Linked DNA regions of Mus musculus: region 1 is linked to region 2. The links are chromatin contacts, called in public Hi-C maps. All regions are on one chromosome and are shown on one strand. Each heading gives the region's core, a stretch centred on a gene start, on an enhancer-like site or on the middle of the called end of the contact. The rest is flanking DNA. Distances are from core to core; before and after follow the strand shown. Region 1 overlaps Efcab11 (EF-hand calcium binding domain 11). Region 2 overlaps Foxn3 (forkhead box N3).

Evidence for each region. A called contact is a pair of places that touch in the nucleus more often than the background predicts.
Region 1: a Hi-C map of liver shows a contact between it and region 2, with 2.4 times the contacts expected there. The contact joins two enhancer-like sites. A contact is called at or near these places in 2 of 39 promoter capture datasets (hippocampal neurons and liver), 4 of 484 Hi-C or Micro-C datasets (bone marrow-derived macrophages, embryonic stem cells, hematopoietic stem cells and 1 more), 2 of 115 datasets of contacts at active chromatin or transcription factors (embryonic basal ganglia and embryonic stem cells) and 1 of 9 other capture datasets (macrophages).

Annotation. Positions count from the first base shown.
Region 1 is chr12:99,854,671-99,860,296 of GRCm38.p6, reverse strand. It overlaps Efcab11 (EF-hand calcium binding domain 11), which reads left to right. Exons shown (of 6, transcript NM_030172.2): 4 at 4,658-4,759; 5 at 5,597-5,626. Among named protein-coding and RNA genes, the nearest start is that of Efcab11, 26 kb to the left of the region's middle. Within about 2 kb of position 1,431, at least 5 of the 459 cell types and tissues checked have an H3K27ac peak or open chromatin away from gene starts, as enhancers often do. A contact at or near this core is called in liver, where this site is marked.
Region 2 is chr12:99,443,623-99,448,915 of GRCm38.p6, reverse strand. The region is part of intron 1 of Foxn3 (forkhead box N3); the gene reads left to right. Among named protein-coding and RNA genes, the nearest start is that of Foxn3, 3.8 kb to the left of the region's middle. Within about 2 kb of position 3,440, at least 15 of the 459 cell types and tissues checked have an H3K27ac peak or open chromatin away from gene starts, as enhancers often do. A contact at or near this core is called in liver, where this site is marked.

The DNA of each region.
Region 1 (5,626 bases), core at 182-2,681, 410 kb before region 2:
GAAAGGGGCAGGCCCTCACGGTTATCAGCAGCCATGGCATATGAAGTTGTAGTAAGACTAGGCACCTCCGCTCCTGTCAAGACTGGGTGGGGCAGTAGGAGGAAAGGGGCCCAAAGGCAGGCAACAAAGTCAGAGACAGCCCCTGCTCCCATTGTTAGGAGTCCCACAAGAACACCAAGCTACACAACTTTAACTTATATACAGAGGGCCTTGGTCAGTCCCATGCAGGCTCCATGGTAGGTAGGTCTTCTCTGTAAGCCCCTCTGAGCTCAGGAGAGTTGATTTTGTTGACTTTCTTGTAGTATCTTTCCTCCCTTGCTTCCGCAGGATTCCCTAAGCTCTGCCTAATGTTTGGCTGCGGATCTCTGCATCTGTTTCCATCAGTTGCTGGGTGAAGACTCTGATGACAACTGGGCAAGATGCCAGTCTCTGAGAATTGTTGTTCTTGTTCTTGTTCTTGTGCTCCTCCACCTCCTCCTCCTCCTCCTCCTCCTCTTCTTTCTCCTCTTTCTTCCTCTCCTCTCCCCCTTCCCCCCCCCCTTTTTGCCAGGCATGATTGGTTCTAGCTTAGGTCTCTGAGCTATCCAGCCATGGGTCCTTGCCCTCTAGGCAATGCCAGGGGTGGTCTCCCTCTCACGTCATAGGTCTCAAGCTGGACCAGTCATTGGCTGGCCACTCCCACAAGTTCTGTGTCACCTTTAGCCCAGCACATCTTGTAGGCAGGACAAATTGTAGGTCAAAGGTTTTGTGGCTGGGTTGGTGTCCTAATCTCTCCACTGGAAGTCTTGCCTGGTTCTAGGAATTGGCCAGTTCAGGTTCTATATCCCCCATTGCTAGCTAGGGTCACCCTCATAGATTCCCAGGAGTTTTTATTGCCCAAGTTTTCTAGCTTTTCTAATAGATGCTTCCCTGATTCCAGTTGTCTCTCCCAGGACTCTCTCCTTCATCCTTCCCCCACCTGAGCCCTTCTGCTCCCACCCCCACTCTCCCATTCAGACCCCACCCTCCCACCATCCACCCACAGTGTCTATTCTTTCTCCCTTTCACAGTGAGATTCAAGTGACCCCCTTGAGCCCTTCTTGTTCCTTAACTTCTCTGGGTCTGTGAATTGAAGCATAATTATCTTTTACTGCTAATATCCACTTAAAAGTGACTATATGCCATGGTTGGTTTTCTTTTTAGGTCTGGGTTACATCACTCTGTGATTTTTTTCTATTTCCATATATTTGCCTTAAATTTTCATGATGTCATTGTTTTTAATTAATACTCCATTATGTAAATATACCACATTTTCGCTATCCATTCTTCAGTTGAGGGACATCTGCGTTGTTTCTAGTTTCTGGCTATTATGAATAAAGCCGCTATGAACATAGGTGAGCAAGTGTCCATGTGGTATTGTGAAACATCTTTTGGGTATATGCCCAGGAGTGGTACAGCAGGGTTTTGAGTTAGATCAATTCCTTCTTTTCTGAGAAACCACCGTATTGATTTCCAAAGTGGCTGTATACGTTTGCCATCCTCTCAGCAATGGAGAAGTGTTCCCCTTCAGCAGCATAAGTTGACCTTGCATAACACATATCTTAATGTTGTTTTTTTTTGTTTTGTTTTGCTGAAAATTAGAAATGATATCTCCATGTTCATTCTTATTAATTCATTACATGTTACCCAGCACGCATGTAATGAATGCCTGTTCTACACAGGCATGATGCTGAATGCTGGGAATGAATGTTTGAACAGCACACAGTCCTTTTCCCTAGATCTGTTGCCTAGACATGTATTCAGACCCCTGCCAAAGAGCCCAATCCATTCCCTGACTGTGTTGTGACCTCTGGGTTGCTGGTCGCAGTAAAAGAGACTCAACTGAGACACATCAGGGAACCTTTAAAGTAAAGGCAATGCGTCCGTTGTGTCTGGAAGGAGATGTGTAATAAAAACTCACTAGGAGAAGTAAGGCAAGAGGTGCTCTCAGGCGGTGTGGTTATAAGGGCCAGGGCACCAGGTGCTTGGAGCCTGTGGAGGCAGGAAGTGCCAGGATGTGTGTTAGAGGGGCTGGAGAGTGGGCTGGCGCAGGGTGCTGAGAGATCTTACAGAATGCACATCACCCGGGAATAAATTACTCAGGAGTATCAGCAACTCTAGATGTGATTTAATTTATTAGCTTTTGGAGTTCATGAAACTAAAAGTTATGGATATGATCTTTGGGAACATGCATGGTTAGACTTCAATTTCAACCTCAGCTAGCCTTTTAAAATATGTTCTCTGGTCCCAGGGTGATTAGATGCGAATAGAGCTGCGTCAATCTCTGTCCTTAGCAACTGCAGGAAAAAAAAATACTACTGCATATGCTAATTTAGTGCAGCACAGTCTGCTCCCTGCATCCGAAGGTGCTGCACTGCAGCTAACCACGGTATTTGGACAAAAGTCACAACTGAACTGAATATATGTGGAGTTGTTTTTTCTTCATCGTTGTTGACTAAACAATGCAGCCCAATTACATACAGAGCAGTTATGGTACATTAGCCATTACAAGTGGTCTGGAGGCCATTTGAAGTTTACAGGACAGTTGTGTAGGGATACATACAAACACTGTATCATTTCATATAAGGGATTTTGGCATCCTCCATATTTGATATCTGATCGGGGATCCTGAAACCTCCATCTTTCATGGACACCAACAGACGTGGATGGCTGTTATTTATTGACTCGCTGCCCGCCATTATTGCTGGTAGATAATGGGAGATACCTTCTGCCTAGAAGCCTAAGGCCAGCTGCCTCCTGGTCCTTTTTCCTCTTAGCTGGCTCCAATGTGTAGCACAGTCAGCCCATCTAAACCACAGCACTTTCTCTGTCCTCTGGCCCTACCCTTCCCAGAGGCATCCTCATCCCCTTACCCCCTCAGACCACCTAGCACTGGACCCAGAACCTCTGTGTTCTGTCTGACACCTCACCTGTCTCATCTGTTGTGTTCTAGAGCATGGCCTCCCACCTCTATCCCCTCTGCTGCCACCACCCACGGAGCGCTTGCCTCCTACCCTGTCTCTCCTTTTACATTGTTGCTTTTATTCCCAGTCCTTCTTCACAACAGCCATACCCTGAAATACATTTCCAAGTTCTAGATCAGATCATACTACTGGCTAAGGAAAACCTTTTCCTGACTTGCTATTTCAGCTTCAGTAAAGCTCTTGTTTCTTACTGCGGTCTCAGAGGACTGAGAGTTCAGGCCCCTTGTCCCTCACCAGTCATTGTGTTGTGTTTCTTCCTCTCACTCTGAACCTATTCTAGTTGCATGGCCTCCTTTCCCTTCCTACCCCATGGCCTTGGCATGTGTTGTCCACTGCCCGGATTTCTCGTCTTCTCATCCTGTAGCTACTTTTAGTATTTTCATGGTTTAGTTTTTAGCTGAACTATCTCTTCCTGTAAGAGCCCCCTCATCCCGTCTATACTATAAGGGCTCCTGGGTCCTTTGTTCACAACCTTCCATCCCCATCATTGAGTGAGCCACAGTTTTCAGGGATGTGTGCACTTGCAGTCAAACACATAATGGCCTCCTTCCCTAGCATACTGTTCCCTTGGAACTTGAATCACGTTCTTTTTCACCTTCTACCTCCAGCATTTTTCACAATGGCTGGCCCATAGTGGGTTCTTAAAATGTGGATAATAATCATTTAAAAGCATAAAACTACATAGATCATTTTAAAAGCCTCCAAGTCATTAATCTCACAAAAATGAAATTAAGAAAATTGTTTTAACATTGTAAACACTTGAAGCTATTTTAGGAAAGACACGGTTTAATATCATTAGTTACATCGCCCAAAAAATAGTTACACATACTTGTTAGATAGTTTGGGACTATTTTTAAAACAAGGAAGATCGTGCAGTACGCAGATTAACTGCTCTTTCTATATATTTCAGGCTCGGTTCACTAAAATGTCTAAATTCTTGGCTCTGCTCCTTAAACCTGCTACAAAGATCACATTAGAATTCATTTTAATAGACATTGTAAGCACAGTGCCCAATCTCATATCATCATGCTGGGCTCTTTTATTACGAGAGTGGCGGGAAGCTGCGCCCGAGGCTGCTGAACACGTTGTGGGGTGTATCCAGGGCTGGGGATGGCGCCAGCTCCATTGTTTATGTAATATTCTCTCCACCTTCGTCTGTGGCATACAATTGGTATTGACTTTTGAGAAACTACTTCTCTGACCCTATCTCCCAGTTGGGGGAAAAAAACCTGCTGAAATGACATCTGGCCAGGAAAAGCCAAAGGTATTAAAGCAGCGTAGGGGAAGGAAAATTATGTGACTTTCTTCAATAAGCGCTACCATGCCTGTCATTTGGATCCAGTAGAGGGAGAGTGTTAAACTTTCTCAAGGTCATGGTTTCCCCGTCCCTTCAGAAGCTCAGTGGGCCTGCGTGTCTCTGGTTGTCACTGTTGATTGCTAGGGTTGGGCCCGCTTCAAATGTAGCACAACACGATGCCTTTTTTCCTGTATTTAGGAGTAAATGCCCTCTGTGAAAGATAAAACTCAGATGACTTGTAATATTTAAGTCTGTTTAAGTCTGGCTTACTTTTTCCTGAAGAGAAATAGTCATAGTCATCTATGGCAGGAAAAAAAAAGTTGTTTTTTTTTTGTTTTTTTTCTCCCACAACTTCTAGGTGTTTCACTTGAGGGGTTTTTGAGTGCCGTAAAGAGAAAGAAGGAAGCGCGACTCTATCGGAATGAGATAAGGCAGATCTTCACAGCTTTCGACGTGCACTGTAAGTGTCTCTAAAGTGTTTTCATGTAAGAATTGCTACTGAGGAACTGTGAATGGGAATTTATCACAATGAACTAAATGTGCAGTACAGTTGGCAGATTATACTACACTCATTGGCAGTGACCGCAGGTGTTGCTGAGGAGCCTTTCCTACTTTGGGATACTAAGTTTCTGTCGTATACCCTGGATGCAATATTTACATTTGTATAACTGGATTGTGTACTGTACCTGTGTGCTTGCCTGTTGTTCCCATGCTGTAATGGTGATCGCCAAAGGACTGGCCTTGCCGGGACATAAGCCACAAGCCACCCATGGATGTGTGAGAGACACTTCTGCCACTCTCACTGTGACTCATACGTGACTGGAACGATCATTTTCCACAGTAGGTATGACTTCCAAGATTCATGCACTGGTGATCGTTATAATTTCCCTCTAAATATTAATATATCACAGCTCTAATGCCAAGCCAGAAAACAGGGAGTTTGGAAGACAGGGAGTTTTGGCAGAGCACAAAGACTCGAAGCCTAGTGCATCACGTCTATGCAGTCATTTCCCTAGGACTTAGAGACTCAGACGGTGTACGGCTAGCAGTGGTCTTCCAGCTTACCCAGCACTGCATCAAAGGGTAGGGCGTCACCACCACAGTCTGACGTTCTTCCAGGGAGATGTGCTCACTGGGGGTACAATGTGAGATCTATGTAAGATCAACCGTAAACTACTGCTTTTCCCCTTCCTTTTAATAAAATACTAAAATTTAGCTTCCCATGACTATCATGGTTGAAGTCATAGTTCTCAGGCTTTATAGGCATGCTAATGTTTCATATTTTATTTCCATATAGATCGTGGATTTTTAACTCTAGAAGATTTCA
Region 2 (5,293 bases), core at 2,191-4,690:
TCCTGCACTCCTCTCTCCAAAGCTCACCCCTCCATCCTCGACGTGCTTTGGATTACCTACAGCCTGATGAGAGGCCCTGGATGAAACAGACACTGTGCAGGGCCAGTACCTGGCCTTCAAAGGTGACATTTTCAAGCTAAGGTTAAAAAACAAAAAACAAAAAAAAACAAAACAAAACAAAAAAAGCTGGGCGTGGTGGCGCACGCCTTTAATCCCAGCACTTGGGAGGCAGAGGCAGGTGAATTTCTGAGTTCGAGGCCAGCCTGGTCTACAGAGTAAGTTCCAGGACAGCCAGGGCTACACAGAGAAACCCTGTCTCACCAAAAAAAAAAAAAAAAAAAAAAAAAAAAGGTGGGTAACTAAAATGGCTAGATTATATAGGGAGGAGCCTCTGGAGGGGAGGGCAGCCCAGCCCCTGGGCTGAAGAGTTGGTTCAGGTAGGTGGGGGCGGGCGGAGGTAGAGGATAGGGGGTGCCAGCCATATCCTATAGCAGGTAGGGCCTGAGGGATGCTGGGATAACTCAGTGGTCAGGTCTGATATATTATTGATATATTAAATAGGCAGCTAAGCTGTTTATCCCAGGATTTGAGGCTTAGCAGTCTTACTCCCTAACCCTGAATATCAAACCCAAGTGTGGTGCACCTGCCTGGGAGCCCAGCACCTGGTGTGCAGGCAGGAAGTTGGAAATGTAATGTCATCCTCCACAACACAGTTAGTTCGAGCTTGTGTTGCCTGGGACCCTGTATGGAATCGACACTTAAGTAGGGTTAGTAGGGCTTTATTCGGGGCATAGTCCTGTATTCATTCATCCTGCATGATGAAGGCAGCTTTTGCACTCCAATGAGGAGGCTGCCTAGGCAGAGCACACACCATAGAATATTTACCATCTGACCTTTTGCAGAAGTTTGCTGCCTCCTGGCCTAAACAGTGGTGTGACACCCACTCTTGCAAAATTTGAGATGTGGGACTTGTTCCCCATTAAGAAAATCTGGTCAGACAATGAGCAGACTAACGTAGGAAGGGGAGGGTGGAGGGATTTCCTAGAGACACCGGATCAGCCACACACTAGCTGGACTTTCCAGGTATCTGTAAGTTTCAATTAAATCTAAATACATCATCGGAGCGATTTCATTTCAGGAACCAGAGTGTACTATTTATTAATCTGGTTTTCACATAAAGTACCAGGCTTCCTGGAATGACCTTGATGTTGGAGTAGATGGGTATCAAATTAATGCTATTCTTGCATCTCAGAACTTTTTTCTTTTTCTTTGGCACTAGATATGAGCGCTTTTATTTGAAAGCAAATAAATATTTTGGGTTTAAATCAAGTGAGTGTTGCACGGCTACCGTGAATAAGCTCTTTTCATTTTGCCAATGTTTTTTCCCAAGCTGGTAGGATTGTACGACACTGGAGGGAAATCTGTAGTTAAAACTGGAGATACGAGTGCCTGACTGGCTGAGCCAAGGAAAGCTGTAGCCTAGTAAGATTAAAACGGGCATCCAGGGGGCTGGAGAGATGGCTCGGTGGTTAAGAGCACTGGCCGCTCCTCCAGAGGTCAAAGGTTCAATTCCCATCACCCACATGACTGCTCACAACTGTCTATCACTGGACAGAATCCAATTCCCTCTTCTGGTATGCAGACAGACAATCAGACAAAACACCCATATACATAATATAAATAAATCTTTTTTTTTAAAAGTACATCCTGTGGGGCTGGCAGGATGGCTTAGTGGGTAAAGGCACTTGCTGCCAAACGATGCAGGCCAGATGACCAGAGTCCAAATTCAGTCCCCTAACCCAAGTAAAGATGGAAGAAAATAACTGACTCTGTAAGGTTGTTCTCTGACCTCCGTATGCACATGGTAGGCATGCCCTCTCTTACACACACACACACACACACACACACACACACGCGCACATGCACTCATACGTATACTTACAATGATAATAAATAAACAGTAACTGTTTGACTATATCAGTGCTGGAGAATACATGGTTAAGAGCACTTACTGTCTGCCAGACACACCTTTAATCTCAGCACTTGGGAGACAGAGTAAGGTGAATATGAGTTGGAGGCCAGCCTATTCTACATAGTGAGTCCCAGGACAGCCAAGGCTACATAGTGAGACCCTGTTTTGAAACAAACAAACAAACAATCAACAAAAAGAGCACTGACTGCTCTTGAAGAGGACTGGGATTCAGCTCCCAGCTCCTTCATGGGGGCTCTTATCACTGCCCACAACTCCAGTTCCATTGCCTGGACAGCCTATTCTGGTTTCCTGGCTTCTGCACACACATGCACAGACATTGGTGCAGGTTCACACACATACATAAATTAAAAAAAAACTTTAAAAACGATGAAATAAATAAAATAGAAAAGCGTGTTGGGGGACTGGAGGTAGACCTTGGTTGGTGGAGTGCCTGCCTAGCATATGAAAGTCTTAGGCTTAGTCTGAAACACTGTATACACTGGGAATACTCCAGTGAGTATTCAAACGCTCCCAGGGAACGCCTGGAGTCCTTATGGAAGGTGTGAACAGGGCAGGCAGCAGGCACGCAGCCTGGAGGTCTCTGAGTCAGAGCTTGGGAGACTTCTGTAGCTAAGTTCCAAACCAGCTCGGGCTCCATGGGACCATATCCGAATGAAAGGCCTAACCACAGTCAACACAGACCAGAAAGCCTGCAGGACAAAAGCGTATTAAGCAAAAAACTGTTCAACAAAATGCAAGACCATGTGGTCATTTCCCTAAATGCTTCCTCGTTAGTGTTCCGAACCAAGCACACGAGCTCAGAAGGACCAGTGGCTCACCACGGAGCCACATGTGACAGTCAGCTTGCATTGCTTGCTTCAAGACACACACACACCCCCCCCCCACCGATCCCCCTCGGGATCTCACACACGTGCTTCGGAGATGTACAAACAAAAAGAAAATGCGCCCGTTCTGAAAGAAAAACTAGGTAGAAACTTCTAATCTTGTCTCATAAACAATATAGAAATAACTTTAAAATATTCCACTTTAAGCATGCATTTAATTTGTGCTCTGGGAACCAAATAGTGTTGCCAAGATAGAGCATTCTAATAATGATTTATGTAAATTTATTTGTACAAAGTAATGGTGTAGTTGCCTATAGCAAATTGCTTAGAATATGAAATGACATTTATGGCTCCGTCCTCCCCCTCCCCTGAATGAATACATTGGAGAAAATGAGAGAGTCCAGAAAGCAGAAAAGAAACTCAGGTTCAAAATGGAGGCTGCTGCGTGAGGAAGCAGAGATGGCTGGTTAGGTTGTAAAAGTCCTATCTGTGTGATTCTCTGTGATTTCGAGTCTTTTTTTTTTTTTTTTTTTTTTTTTTTGGACAAGAGAGGCCAGAGTCCTGTGTTTTGGGGATGGTGAAATACTCAGACACTAAAACTCTTAGAACAGCCACAGCTCCTTGCCCTAGTTGGTGCCCTGGTGGCTTGCTTACAACATGTGGTACGCAAGGCAAATGTAATTACAGTTAGGCAATTAATCTTAGCCACGAGTTACTCATTACCAGAGAAAGTCATGCTTCAGTCATAAATGAAACCCAAATATTATAAAACAAAAGCCAAGCTACAGAAGTCTCCCAAGATCTGACTCTGAGACCTCCAGGCCATGTGCCTGCTGCCTGCCCTGTTTGCACCTTCCATAAGGACTCCAGGTGTTCCCTGGGAACATTTGATTCATAAAAGCCATGCACACACCAGAGCGGCTGGATGCTTAGGCCTGGTGAAGACTGGCTGCAGTTACCACACCCTGCCCTGTTTCAAAGGATGACTCTAACATCTTTACTCTAGAAGTGATTTGATTTGTTCAGAAAGTACTTTTACTCTCTCGTTTGCTTGCTGGTCCCCATCATTTGGAGGGGGTGGGAATTTATAAGATACATATCAAGAAATTTGAAGGCCATGGGAGTCACAAAACAAGAGAGCAGCAGAGTGAGCCATGGGCAGATTCCACTTGTCGTGTCATCAGCTCCAGCTCGGGCTTCAGCTAAGGGGCCGGGTTGGACATTCTGGACAGCTTATTTTGTTCCAGTCAAAGATCTGCTCATGCTGGGGAGAGGGCAGGTAGAATTGAGTGATAGTGTTTCTGGGCTGTTCTAGAGCTGCGGACTGATTGATGGCTGACGAGATTGAGAGGCCAAATGCAATTGTCAGACCGAATGAAAACAACCCTGGCTTCCAGGACAGTGGGGGAGGACGGGAGGAGGGCTGGTTTTAATCAACAAATATAAGTCTGAAAATGTATGCTAAGGCTGTTTTTAGGGAGTGGTCCTACCAACCCAGTCTAAAGCAGCGGATCCATGTTGTTACTCCCTGTGATGACTAATCTAGATTGTCAACTTTGGGGGTGGGAGGTGGGATTTAGAATCACCATAGAAACAAACCTCTGGGCATGTCTTCCTGGAAGGTTCTACATTAGGTTAATTGGTGTGGGAAGACCCACTCTAAATATAGAGGATGCCTTTTTTACGAGCCGAGGACCCAGACTGATTAAATAGGGGGAAGGAAGCTGAGCAGAAGCATCCTTTGGTTCCTAATCTTGGATACAATGTAGCCACCAGCCTCACCAGCCTCTGCCCCTACCTCCATGGCTTCCCTTCCTCCGCAGGCTGTACGCTCACAGTGTGAGCAGAGAACCCCTTCCCCCAGTTGCCTTTGTTAAAGATTTTATCACAGCAGCAGGCAAGTAACTAATACATCCTGGGACTTATCCTTTCTGCTTCCTGGCCAAATGACCTTGGACATAATTTCTGAAACTTGTTTACTTTATGGAGATGATAGGAAAATTAAATAACTCATTAAGTACTTAGCATGCTGCTCAGGAGGTACTACTTAGTTTATGGTAACTCTTAAAATTCTTCTAGTTGATGTAACCTGGATGGGCCAGACTGAAAATTGTGAGATTAAATATATATTTAATTTAAATGTGGCTTGATCTAAAAGATGTTAAAGTCAACTGACTTTTCTATGTATCAAAGATAGCAAATCAAATATGAGCATTCTTTCACTTATTCATTTAACAAACAACTCTTAGTCGTTAATGCCCTTTGTAAGCTGTTCATAAAGATGGAGAAACCAGCTAGCCTGTTCTCAAGCAATAAGGGAGTTTGATGTTTTTTATGTCTGTCTCGGGATTTCTTTTTCTTTCCATTGTTTTATTTAAAATTGCCTTTAAATATTTGACCATAAATATTTAAATATTTAACAGATGGCTGTTTACACATAAGTGTGGGCCCGGTGCAGGCCACATTAATATACATG